4 separate regions of the Mus musculus genome follow, and regions 1, 2 and 3 are each linked to region 4. Evidence: chromatin contacts called from public HiChIP or PLAC-seq data. All regions are on one chromosome and are shown on one strand. Each heading gives the region's core, a stretch centred on a gene start, on an enhancer-like site or on the middle of the called end of the contact. The rest is flanking DNA. Distances are from core to core; before and after follow the strand shown. Region 1 holds the start of Cdc73 (cell division cycle 73, Paf1/RNA polymerase II complex component). Region 2 holds the start of B3galt2 (UDP-Gal:betaGlcNAc beta 1,3-galactosyltransferase, polypeptide 2). Region 3 holds the start of Glrx2 (glutaredoxin 2 (thioltransferase)). Region 4 has its middle 450 kb from the start of Gm35244.

Region 1 (2,978 bases), core at 397-2,896, 810 kb after region 4:
CGTGGTGCCTTTAATCCCAGCACTTGGGAGGTAGAGGCAGATGAATTTCTGAGTTTGAAGCCAGTCTGGTCTACAGAGTGAGTTCCAGGACAGCCAGGGCTACACAGAGAAACCCTGTCTCAAAAAACAAACAAACAAACAAACAAAACCCAATAAAATAATTGTGTTATTTATTTGAAAGAGTAAAACATGGGAAACTCAAAATATCACTTAATCAACATTTCAAAAAGGAAATCAGTAAGTCCAAAGAAATCTTAAATTGATTTTCTCGTGTTAAATTGATCGTTCAAAGTTATTCAAACAAAATGGGTACCAAAATTCTGACTCATTCTAGTAATCAAAGAGAAGCATCAATAGTAGTAACATCATTACAGAGGACTCAAAGGATTCTTCAACTTGACCCTCTGTGATTTCCTGAACGACTTACATCCACGGCATCCATGGAACAATAATCACAAATGGTTTTGTTTTGTTTTTCCTTTGAAGGCTCTTCCTGAAGAGCACACAGGATCAATTTCTCAGACCCGTATGTAAAGCTCACTGCTTTTCCCCCGGTCTCACTGCATTTCCCCGGTAACTTTCTCCCCAACAAAGTCCTGCTTTCAGCTCCAATACTGTTTCAGCAAACTTCCAAACTCTCCTAATCGTCCCTTAACTCTAAGTGATAGCTGTCTATTCCTTTTTTTTTTTCTCCCCCAACCCCTCTTGAGGAATAACATCAACCTACCCCTATTATGAAAAAAGAAAAAAAAGAAAATTGCCGAGGCGCTCGAGGAGCCAAAGAAGACAGTTGCAACACATGGCAGGCTCTGGGAGATTACAAAAAAAAAAAAAACCTAAGAACAAAAAGCGACTCGGTGGCCGGCAGATGCTGCGATCGATCGCTGTCCTTCTACACCTCCGTCCAGGTAGCCGTGCACCAGCCCCACACGGCGCGGACAACCTGTACACACTCCACGCCAACTGGCAAGTCGGAAACTCCCATGGTACCTTTCCCTTCGGCTTCTCCAACACAGAGAAGACTTGACCGCTCTAGAATCCGCTCCACTTCTTCCCTCCTCGCCCTAAAAGTACAACTTCTTCTCCAGAGAATAACTTTTTCCCCAGAGCACCCATTTTTTTTTCTCCCCCCTCTCATCCCTGAGGGACTCCGAGGAGGACAGGGAGGAGGGCTTTAGGGAAAGAGGTCGCCCGGGGGCGCCCGATGCTGCCCCGCCACCACTAGGCCACAGCCACGCCGCACTCACCCCCAAACTACATAGTTGGTCTTCACATTCTTGGGCCAGGAGAACTCCCCGAAGATCACTTCATCCCCCTTGACCACGATCTCCTTCTTCTGGATGTTGTACTGTCGCAGGACGCTGAGCACGTCCGCCATCTTCGCCCCCCTCGCTGCTGCCGCCGCCGCCGCCGCGGGCCCCGGGCCCCGCCGTCGCCGCCGCGCCTGCCGCCTCCTTCCCCCGTCGCCTCGCCCTCTTCCCCCCGCCGCCGCCGCCGCCGCCGCGAACCAACAGCCGCCACACTCAACAGCCGGCCGCGTCTACGACAGCAGCACGGGCAGAAGCCACCCAGGCCGCCGAGGACCCCGCGCTATATAAGGCAAGGCCCCGCCGCGGGCTGCCCGCGGAGAACGCCTGACTGACCCACGCTCCGCCGGGGCCGCGGGCCGCCGCCAGGGGGCGCCGTGGCCGCCCGAGCACACGCGCCACCCAGACGCCCGCGGGGCGCGCCGCCGACTTCGGGAAACGGGGAGCGGGCCTCGGCGCTCCGCGTGTGCGGCGCCCTAGCGGAACCGGGCCCCGGTGCGGTCTCAAGGCTCGCACGGGGCGAGCGACAGGTGCGCGCGCACCTGCTGGGCGCTTCCGCGCTTTTCAATCCCAGAGCGCGCGCCGCCGCCGGGTGATTTAAACTTTCCCTGCGCCAGGCTCCGCTTCCCTCCCTTGAACCCCAGGACTACCTTTCTGTCTGCATCGGAGCCCCACCGCACTCTGCGACATAGGTCCCCATGGTCAGGAACAGCTCCTAGGGAAAGCTGGAGCTTTGAAATGTGGACGTTTTCAAGTTTAGGCTGGATTTTAATAAGGGGTGTATTTGCAAAGAGGAAAAGAAGAGTTAGGTGGAGGACAATTCTTGCCCCGTTTGTTAGTCTCTGGTCTCCTAACATCGTTTGATTGGTAGACAGAATAAAATTAATCAGAGAAAAAGCTGAAAGCATCCCAACGCGTCGACGAAGGACCATTCATTGTTGACTCGTCCCCCTCCTTTCCTTGGAAACAACTTTTTCCATCCCCTCAGCTTCTCCCGGGTAATCACAAAAAAAGCCTCAAGTGATTTCAGGTTATGAATGGAAGAAATACTCCTTCAGAAACCTCAAGCTGTGAATTAGAACACTTTTTCAGACGAACAGACTTTTAAGTGGTACTCAAAAGGCTTACCGGTGCCTTTATGATTATGGGAACCTAGAAATCAATTCTGCATACTATTCATGGCCTGTGTACTTTAAACATATACTTCAAGCCTAATATTTCTTTTTCACTCTTTGTGAGAAGGAGGCACACTTTGTTACTTATAAAAACAAATACTTTGGTCTGTTTTTTTTTGGGGGGGGGGACTTTTGTTATGTGTGACAAAGTGTAATTTGGGTATAGAAAGAAGTATGAGGTTAAAAAAATGTCTGCTCCACAAATGTCTTTCTCCCGTCAATGTGTCTCAGAACCTCACTGCAAATGCAGGTTATAAAGAACTGACTGTGCTTGTCTGTCCCTTTCACATCTCTGAACTTATGCCTATATCACAGCATCCAGTATTTCCTTGTCCCCTTTGTTTGCTTCTCTACCTCCTAGGAGATGAACCGACTGTATGACATGAGATGAACCGACTGTATGACATGTAGTATATATTGGTCATATGTACTATACTTGGTACAGTGACAGCTCCTAGAACGATGTTGTAGTAAGTGAAAAGATAAAGGCTCCAAG
Region 2 (3,137 bases), core at 400-2,899, 750 kb after region 4:
TCTTTCCTATCAGTAATTAGCTGGTATTTAGGTTACAGAACTCTGGGTACCAGTATCTCATCTGTAAAGTAGATATTAGAAAATTAAGCTATCATAAGCGAATATCATTTACAACCAGCTCAGGTACTTATAGCTCAATCTAATTTGGAATAGACAATAATTGTACAGACCTCTAACCTCAGTTAAGCCCTAATATTAGGAATCACTGATATTAAAAAGGCCACTTCTACTTTGGAGGAATAATTTAAGCAGAATCAATAATTTGTCTATGAAGACAAGAAAAAAAGACAGTGAAGAATATAGTATATAGCTTTAAGAGCCAAATACTAAGAAACACGGGTTTTATTCCTCTTCTAACTTAGGAAAGCCAAAGTTCTAAGCTTTAAGTTTCTCCTTATACTTTTCTTTTTCCTTCTTTTTTACCATCTTATCATTTCTAGGGGGAGTAAGACACAAACTAGGACAGTTATAGGGTATACCTAAACCAAGAAAGCACACTGGAATTAACACATGAAGATGAGTAATTGAATACTATTAGAGGAAATGTAATTTTTATTCACCTGAAATAATATATCATGGTCTGTGAAAATGGATAAAGTCCGTATCCCTAAAATATATAGCATAAGCTCTAAAACTATATAGTTACTGTCTTTAGAATATCAGAGGGGAATTGTTAGTTATAGCCATAAAAACAAGTAACAAACATGCCTGCCGAGTGCTCTCCTGGGGGGGGTTGGGGGGGGTGCCCAAATGTCCAGGCACTTAGTTAAGTATACCAGAGAAGGATTTCAGAGTCTCTAATATGTAAGGGAAAAAAAAAAAAACTGTTTGATGGCATTTTACTAAACCATTTTCTAAAGTATTAAACATTATTAGAAGCAACAGACTCTAGCGCATCACTATACTTATTTAAACACACATCTGCAATCTATATAAGCATACTATTTTCTATATAAGAAGCAAAGTTCCAAGGTTGTCTCTACCTAAGGTTTTTAGTCAAAATGCAACCAATCCTGCAGAACTACTCACCAATCTTCAAGAAAATCTATTCATGTGTGTTCTATGTACTATATCATTTTTAATTCTGTGATACACATTATTTTACATGAAAAAAAATTAATATTGATAACAAGAAAGTGATTTAAAATTAAATTTACTACTTTCAAGAACACTAAAAACTGCACAGAGCAAAAAAGTAGGCAGTATCGCAACATGAAGTAAGTGCAGGCAGCTGACTTAGATAAGCTGGAGAAAACAGGGGAGGAAATCTAAGTTATAGACAATAGATAATGAAGGAGTTTTAACTAGACTAGCAAATCAGAACAATCAGACAAAAACTGTAAGAGCAGGAATGCACTGAAAGAGTTAAACTACACCAACTTACATGTAAAAGCTTTTATTACTTCTGCTCTAAAAAAGTCTCTAAGACACATGAAAGCCACCGTCCAACACAGAAATATTTAGAAAGCCTGTGCATAAGTTCAAATAAAGATTAAAAAACCATAACCTCCATTTCATCCTAATGCTTGTATTTGTTCTGAATAAATATGATGTGTCACATAAGAGGAAGATTTCTAAGCTTTCTCCTACCTCGGGTTTTTAGTCAAAATGAACGCAAACAATCACGTGGGACTCAGCCAAGCAGTGACGTTAAATTCTGCTCTGTCAGAGACAGCATCTGTCAAGCCCACATTTAAACTGCTGCCTGCCTGTGCAGCACGGAAGAACGGTGCATTTCACATTACAGACCAAAACCCCAGGAAAACAGCTCAAAAATCCTTCCTGCAGCTGCCAGGCAACCACGACGGAGAAAGGCAAAGCCTTTTTTTTTCCCCCAATGCAACTGAAACACTAAACCACAGCTCTGCTGCTTAACATTGCAGCTCAGCGCTATTACTAGAAATATGGATACTGAGAAGAGAATACAGCACTGCATTGTCCAGCCGGGAATACAGCAGATGTAAAGAGCTTCAATGCATCAACTGTCGGAAAGAGTCAACTGTGCACCAAATACAACAGACAGCTACAGCTCTTTTGTTTAGTGAAAGAGAGAAAATGAAAGAAAGGAAAAATCTCTGAAGACTATAAGATATAGACATATGAACAAGAAGGGTAACTTGAAGACACCCCGACAGATGGACACTTTGGATACTGTGAAAAGCAATCACAGGAGGCAGACTGTTGGGGGATGTGCGCATGTTCGATAGCATCGTTTTTTGCTGAAGTGATGGCGTGCCAAAAGTATTTTCAGTAGACATAATCCTCTCCATCTAATGGTCTGACCAAGAAAGAAAGGTATGTTGCTGTCTTGTGTATGATGTTCATTAAATGTGTTTTAATTTCCTAACCATACAGGCACTGATACACTTGATAAACAAGTTCATACAGTCCACTGCCCTTCAAACTATGAAAGGCTTTCTAAATACACGATTTTAAATTTGCCTTTTCTACTAGACAAGCTGTCGTTGCTTTATTCAATTAAATAACTGGGAGTAATTCTGCAGGATTGTAACATTACAAGGAAAACCAAATAGTAACTAGATTTACTGAAAAGAATGTCTGAGAAATTAAACTAAAAAGAAAAAAAAAAAGAGCTCTCTAGCCTTTTTTTTAAAAAAACAGCAATTCTCTAGCAAATTAGGTCAAATTGATTCCTTATCTAATAAATTAAAGCACCTTCTTTAAAATGGTTATCAAGAGACAGTGGGGTAAAATTATATTAAATAGCATAAATATGATCTTATTATCTTGAGGTATTTTTAGAAAATCTCTTCAAAACAAAATCTTAGTTCATAGTAATATATTCTCTGTAATATCTATCTCTTCAGAGAGAGATAGAAACAATTCAGGAGTACATCAGCAAATTTTAAGTGTTACTGAGCTACAAGGAGATACTACAAGTTACAACATTAGCCATCAGATTAAAACGCTAGTGAGTTTATGCAAAGCATAACACCACCACAGTAGTCAGTCACATGTTATTACAGTATCAATGAATACAACTTTAACAAAGAGAGATCAATAGTTGCTCTAAATAGATTGGTGAAACAGGGAGTTTTTAAGTAACAGAGTGATTCTAAATAATCAAGTGTAAGACTGTTCCTGGAGTTAATTATAAAAGTGAAATTAAAAAACTA
Region 3 (3,165 bases), core at 27-2,526, 850 kb after region 4:
GCATGGGGATAAACAATGTATCTCTAGAAAGAGGGAGGGGTTTACATTGTTTCCCTTAATTGAGCCAGAGGTAAATTGTTCTTCAAAAGTTCTACTTCAAAACAAACAACAAAAGCCACAGTAACTTTCCTAAGTCGCTATCTCTTGGTAAAATTATTTTATATAGCAAACTTTGATTTTCAAAGTAAATTTGGGCTTTATGAAAAAAAAAACATGTTATGCCCCTGGGAGATTTGTTTTTGCAATTAACTTGATGATTATGAAAATCTTTTATGATTTGATGATATACAGACCAAGGGAAGTAAAAAAAGAGCAACCATAAACAGAAGTTCTAATTTTGTACCTTGGCAACATGAATCTTAAGTTTGGGTTCAGCATGGAGGCTCAAGAAAGGTATGGATAAGCCGGGCGTGGTGGCGCACGCCTTTAATCCCAGCACTGGGGAGGCAGAGGCAGGCGGATTTCTGAGTTCGAGGCCAGCCTGCTCTACAAAGTGAGTTCCAGGACAGCCAGGACTATACAGAGAAACCCTGTCTCGAAAAACTAAAAAAAAAAAAAAAAAAAAAAAGGTATGGATAGTTTCAACGATTGTTCATAGTTTTAGATACACCATTAGACCTTGGCTTTCAGTTTCAGTATCCTCAGTGTATAGAGCTAAGGGCGGATCCCCCTGAACTTATGAAAACACGTACAAAGGGCTATTATTACCGTCACTGAGAGGCTTGGATAGGTTTGTCATTAGGAGCTGCGGCAGCCATGGCTGTTAAAGCCATGATGAACTGTCTCTGGGCTAATTCGTTTCCTAATTTCAGTTTATTTTAAAAACACCACCTTGCTTTCTTCGGAAAGAACGTTAAACATTGGACCGCCTGTGTTTTTCACTTTCTGAGTACAATTCAACCTGCCTATGGACTCCGGATCAATAAATTAATCTTAAGATGACATTCCGGTCCGGTCCATCTTTCACATCCTAAACCTGTCTGACCAGAGGTGGTGACTGACCTACCTACCACCCTCAGGTAAACACCGGGCCACCACCCTGCCTCGAGTAATTTTTCTTGTGGCTCTCCCTAAGCCTCTTTCTTAATCCTGAATGCGGGCGTGAGGAGCTCGGGAGAACTCGGTAGAGATCGGAAGAACTCGGCAGGCAGGTGAGTGCCTCGCTCTACCGCCGAGGATGCGAACCTGCAGGCTCGCGGGCACGCGGGCGCGTGGGCGCGCGGAGACGGGGGAGCCAGGAAGCGCGGCGAGCCCGGCGGCGGCGCGGACAGCCCGATGGGGCGGAGCGAGGCCGCCGGAGGGGCGGGCTTCCATCGTCGTGGTCGCGATCGCCTGCTGCTCTCCCGGAGGCTGCCGGGGACCTTTGGCTATGTCCTGGCGCCGCGCGGCTTCGGTGGGGAGGCGGCTGGTGGCGAGCGGGAGGATCTTGGCGGGGCGGCGTGGCGCGGCTGGAGCTGCGGGCTCGGGGTACGCGGCGGGGCGGGCCGGGCCTGCGGGGCTTGTGGATCCCTGCGGTAGTGTTAGTGTGGACCCAGCCGGCTTGGGGGACAAACAACAGACGTCCTAGTCTGAGCTTAACAAATACAGCATGTGGTTTTAACTCAGCGTAGACCTGGATGGCCCTGAAAAGAGACTCCCCTGCTTGTGGGAACTTATATTGAACTTATATTATCGTTCTTAGATTGATTGTAAGTCTTTGCTATCCTGTCGCAGGATGTGAACTTGACTCATGCTTTTAAATGCCCAAGGCTTTGCAGCTAGTAACTCTGGCATCCTGTAGATGTGGTTTCTGGCTTGATGGGAGCATTGCTTTCCCTGGCTTCCTTCCTTAGCATAACCCTGGGCTGGCATACCAGTGATGGCCAATCAGGCCTGGCCTAGGCAGCTGTCAAGACGTCTGTCTCAACATCCTATACTCCCCTGTCTTCCAGGGAGACTTACTTTCTGAAAGCGCTGGTCACGTGATGTTAACCATTTGCCAGATCATTAGGACTGTTTCCTATTGGAGATATCTGGTGTATATCCTGCTTTGCCCACCTACCACCTCTTAGTAGATGTTTCATAAATGGAGCGCGACTAGTTGGTGCTTTATCAGTGTTGAGGTATTTCATTGGGCATTTATGCGGTGCCTGCCCCTTTCCTTAATAGGAAAGCTAAACCAGAAATCGAAGGGACTGCCTTAAGAAAGGTAGGGGTGCTTTTTTTGGAGCTTTTTCTTTGGCAGGGAATATGCCTCTTTGGTCTTTTTTTTTTTTTTTTTGGTTTTTCGAGACAGGGTTTCTCTGTATAGCCCTGGCTGTCCTGGAGCTCACTTTGTAGACCAGGCTGGCCTCGAACTCAGAAATCCGCCTGCCTCTGCCTCCCGAGTGCTGGGATTAAAGACGTGCGCCACCACACCCGGCTGGTCCTCTTAATTTCTTAGAAAAGCTCACCCGTCGTAAATGCCACATAGGTTTAAGGAGGTGGTAAATGCTAGATTAGAGATTTTGTTTTTAGCGTTGAAAACCCAAATAGACTGGATTGATGCCATCCAGCGTTCTTCCAGGCCAAAGCCATCTGGCACTTTCCTACTGCTTTGAACTTCACAAACCCTGCTAGCATTTTTTTTTTTTTTTTTTCTCAAAGCTGCCTCCCACAAAGTAGGGAGCAGTCTTCCAAGCTTCTTACCCCCTCCTACCCTCTCTCTACCTGGAAAAAGCACAGATAGTTGCAATGATTCCTGTCTCTAACTCATCTTTGTTGTTACGGAAGGTGATGCTTGTTGCAAGCTTATTTGAAGTGGTACAGAGTGACCAAGTAGAGCAGATATTCATCATCCAGGGCTAACATGAGCTGGGAAAGGCCATTTGATACAGATTCATTCAGAAACAGGACTGAAACTCTACACTGTGATTTAGGACGTGTTTTCACTGGGGCCTTTAAAATTTAAACTTAAAATAGCTTACTTTTGCACTTAATATAAGTAGCTGGGTGTGGTGGCTTTAATCCCAGCACTTGGGAGGCAGAGGCAGGTGGATTTCTGAGTTCGAGGCCAGCCTGGTCTACAGAGTGAGTTTCAGGACAGCCAGGGCTACACAGAGAAACTTCCTGTTAAAAAAAAAAAAAAAAAAAAAGAATAAGAGTATACTGAACAATCGAACCAGAGATTGGTTTTACTAGGTAAAA
Region 4 (3,249 bases), core at 227-2,726:
CTAAGCCTACAAGATAACTCAGGAAGGTAAGCTTGTGTTTTCAAGTTCTCTGCTACTCCCTACACAGTGAAGAAACCATACCATAGCCCACACAAATATACTACAATTTCTCAAACTGGACTCAGAATAGTTCTCTTATGGGAAATACATCCTCACTTCTCTTTCCAGTCCAGTAATTCCAAATATTCGCCAAACGTACAGGAAACTGGGAGCGCTGATTATCAGTTAGTTGGGACCCCAATGTCTAGTGCTATTCAAAGTCATTACTATTTTCTAACTCCTTCCACATTCTTTTTAGTCCTGCCTCTTACTCCCATCTTTCTTCCTTTTCCATCCTATGCCAAGAACATGGCCATGATTCTACCAATTCAGGCGATGATCTTCTGTTCTCCACTTCCTTTTTCTCTGCAGACTCAAGACAAAAGTCCCAACAAGAGCACTGTGCTAACAAAGTTTGATAAGACAGTTAGATTATACCTTGAATGTAAAGATAAGTCAGCAAGTCACATTTTGCCATAGAGAAAATTTTTCGTCAGTAATAGGCAGTTTGCAATATCTGCACTTTCTTCTCTCTTAATACCTTTCTCCCACCATGGTTCTATACATGCAAATGGAACAGTGGTGTAGTTCCCATAAAAGTCTTCCCCATAAACATGTGTAGCCAGGACCTAACTTGCATATTCCTACTTCCACTTTCAGCTGATCTCTGCCCCTCCTTGGCAAATACTGTTTCACATTTTGAATTGTATATTGAAAAACACAATCTACCTTTGCATTTACAGAATAGGAAAAATTATGTGTGGATACATTTTTTGGATCTAGCATGTCAAGTCTTGATAACTAGCCTTTCCATTTCAGAAAGGGCAGGAATGAATAGGTGAATGTGAAATTGACTCATTCCAAGTCAAGTCTAGAGAACCAAGACTAGGTCTGATCAAATATTACAGGTACTTCAGGGCCTGAGATAGAAACTGTGGAACTCAAATTCATGCTATATAATCTTGGAAAACTTATAAACTTGCTGCTGAAATAAACAGACTTAGAGACAAAAAGTCTCTATTCTAAAGAGGTAGGTTTTCAGATGTTAGAGATTAACTTGTGAATAGTTTGTTGAGTAGATTTTTTCCCTCAGATACTAAGGTTGTTTTGTGTAAAGTAGCAGGATTTGTAAGAAATACGGTACTGCTCCACTCTCCTAAAGCATCTCACCGCTTACACATGCAAGCTTCTGTTCATGCTTCATGTTTTCTCTTTAATACTTTTAACCTCTCCACCTTAGATGTCCCCATGGCCCCAGCATTTGCTCATTTCTTACTCTTAAAATACATAAGCAGGCTCTTGATATTTTATTTCCCCTTTAACATTTGCTCTCTCTCTCCTTTGTGGTAAAATTTCAGAGAATTTCTTGCCTCCTCACTTCTGCTTTTGGAAATTCATTGAACTGTGGTTTCTCTTCCTGCTACTGGGCTGGTTCTGTTGCCACAGAGAGCCCAACCTCATTGCTAACTATTTCAGGCATCATCTCATTGACTGAGCAAGCTTAGAGTGCTGGCCATTCATTTTGTTTCTGAACAGTCCTCCTTCCCCCAAGTGTCTTTCTTATGAGTCTCTACTTTCCTTCCACTTTTCAATTTTTTAAGGAATATTTTCAAGATTTTGTTTTTCCATCTACTTTGAGTATGCTTTGGGGTAATCCATCCCTCAACCTCTATTATCTTCTGACCATTAATGTTTCTGCAAAATTCATGTTTAAATTTACTAATTAGTGAAATAAGATTAGAAGTGGGGCCTTAGAAATTTTTCAGCTCCTGAGGGTGTTTCTCTATGAAAAACATCAGTATCTTTCCAGAGTGACTTCACACAGCCCTAGACCTTCTTTGTCCTGCCAACAGATGAAAACACAATTCACCTTTCAAAGGAGAAAACACTAAATTTCCAGTTTGAAAACATAGACTATGACCTCACCAGTCACTGAATCCACAAGTGCCTACATCTTCACAGTCTCATGAATGAGCAATAATATCTTTTGTTTAAAAATCTGAGTTTTAACTATTTTGTATGTTTCCACATGAATTGTGAATCTCAAACACCAACCCCAATTCCATGTTTCAACGAGAGAGACACATAAGAAGGCAATACTAATATTCAAATTCTGCTCCACTACTTTTTGTCCACATAAACTAAGCTATCTAGGCCTCAACCCTAGGGCTCATCATAAAATGATGATAACAGATAATGCTTAGGTAACAAACAGCTCAGAGGAAAATTTATGAGTTATAATTTTGTATTGCACATAATAGCTACACTTGGACATTTCATGTAACTGATTTAGATTTCTAACTTGACTCATCACCTCTGCATTTATTTTTAGGCCACTCTGACCTTCACTGAGAGCCAAGCACTGGTTCAGTTATTTTAGTCGAGGTATCAGGCAACTTGTACATTCATTTGTGCAATGGGAAATAAGCTAAAAAAATATTGGCATCTCCCTTAAGATATCTTCCCATAATAACCTATCTGACAGTGGTTTATCCCTTGAATTAATTTACCACTGGGCATGTCATTTATATTTCTCTTTAAATAATTCCATTCTTCTTTACTCAAAATTGATTCTACCTCTATGAAGATATGTTCATTATTAGGAAAAAAATAAACCTTTTCTTGAAATCTTTTTATCATTTTTTTCTCAACAATAGTGTTAACACAAAAACAATATACTTAGTACTGAGCATTCAAAGAGTCCAGAGTGACTATCCAATTTTCTTAAGACCCCATAAGACAAAGAAAATGTTAGTTGCTCACAGTAAAGAAAAGGGCAATGATGACATAGAGATAGAAGAACAATGCAGGGTAAGACCACCGAGCAAGAGAGAGTTCCTAAGCCCCAGGTACACGAAGAGTGCTAACCTGAGTTCTGTCTCAGCAATGAAAGTAAAGCTGGGTGCTATGGAGGAGAGGAGCAACTAAACAGAGTTGCTAGTATAAACATATGGAACATTTCCTCAAATTATTTTTATTTTCTCAGTGACGTAGCTGAACATAAAGAGTAGAAAACTGTTGTGAAGCTGAAGGGAAAGAAAAAAGTGTGAATTACATACAGCATATGCTCCTGTGAGCCCAAGGGAGTTAAGGGTACACACTCTGCAACTCCAGCTCTAAGAATGTCACATGCATAATTTAAAATTAGACTCAACACAAACATTTGCATCACTGAAATTAGTCAAGCTTCCATCCTCTAGAAGAGTTTGA

What was found. HiChIP or PLAC-seq counts read pairs in DNA pulled down with a chosen protein or histone mark.
Region 1: a contact with region 4 is called in an H3K4me3 HiChIP or PLAC-seq map of the 230-238 cell line, with 9 times the contacts expected there. The contact joins the promoter of Cdc73 here to the enhancer-like site in region 4. A contact is called at or near these places in 1 of 39 promoter capture datasets (the C10 cell line) and 3 of 115 datasets of contacts at active chromatin or transcription factors (the 230-238 cell line and large pre-B cells).
Region 2: a contact with region 4 is called in a RAD21 HiChIP or PLAC-seq map of pro-B cells, with 4 times the contacts expected there. The contact joins the promoter of B3galt2 here to the enhancer-like site in region 4. A contact is called at or near these places in 7 of 39 promoter capture datasets (the C10 cell line, the HPC-7 cell line, cranial neural crest and 3 more), 1 of 15 datasets of contacts at CTCF or cohesin (pro-B cells), 3 of 484 Hi-C or Micro-C datasets (the C10 cell line, cerebral cortex and macrophages) and 3 of 115 datasets of contacts at active chromatin or transcription factors (astrocytes, bone marrow-derived dendritic cells and large pre-B cells).
Region 3: an H3K4me3 HiChIP or PLAC-seq map of bone marrow-derived macrophages shows a contact between it and region 4, with 5 times the contacts expected there. The contact joins the promoter of Glrx2 here to the enhancer-like site in region 4. A contact is called at or near these places in 1 of 39 promoter capture datasets (liver) and 2 of 115 datasets of contacts at active chromatin or transcription factors (bone marrow-derived macrophages and large pre-B cells).

The regions. Positions count from the first base shown.
Region 1 is chr1:143,701,247-143,704,224 of GRCm38.p6, forward strand. It overlaps Cdc73 (cell division cycle 73, Paf1/RNA polymerase II complex component), which reads right to left and starts at 1,647. Exons shown (of 17, transcript NM_145991.2): 1 at 1,248-1,647. The coding sequence starts at 1,378.
Region 2 is chr1:143,639,048-143,642,184 of GRCm38.p6, forward strand. It overlaps B3galt2 (UDP-Gal:betaGlcNAc beta 1,3-galactosyltransferase, polypeptide 2), which reads left to right and starts at 1,650. Exons shown (of 2, transcript NM_020025.4): 1 at 1,650-2,295. The region is part of intron 10 of Cdc73 (cell division cycle 73, Paf1/RNA polymerase II complex component); the gene reads right to left.
Region 3 is chr1:143,738,292-143,741,456 of GRCm38.p6, forward strand. It overlaps Glrx2 (glutaredoxin 2 (thioltransferase)), which reads left to right and starts at 1,277. Exons shown (of 4, transcript NM_001038592.1): 1 at 1,277-1,467. The coding sequence starts at 1,370. It overlaps Gm46161 (a long non-coding RNA gene), which reads right to left and starts at 875. Exons shown (of 2, transcript XR_001779472.2): 1 at 709-875.
Region 4 is chr1:142,892,910-142,896,158 of GRCm38.p6, forward strand. No RefSeq gene overlaps it. Among named protein-coding and RNA genes, the nearest start is that of Gm35244, 450 kb to the right of the region's middle. Within about 2 kb of position 1,477, at least 46 of the 459 cell types and tissues checked have an H3K27ac peak or open chromatin away from gene starts, as enhancers often do. A contact at or near this core is called in the 230-238 cell line, bone marrow-derived dendritic cells, bone marrow-derived macrophages and 1 more, where this site is marked.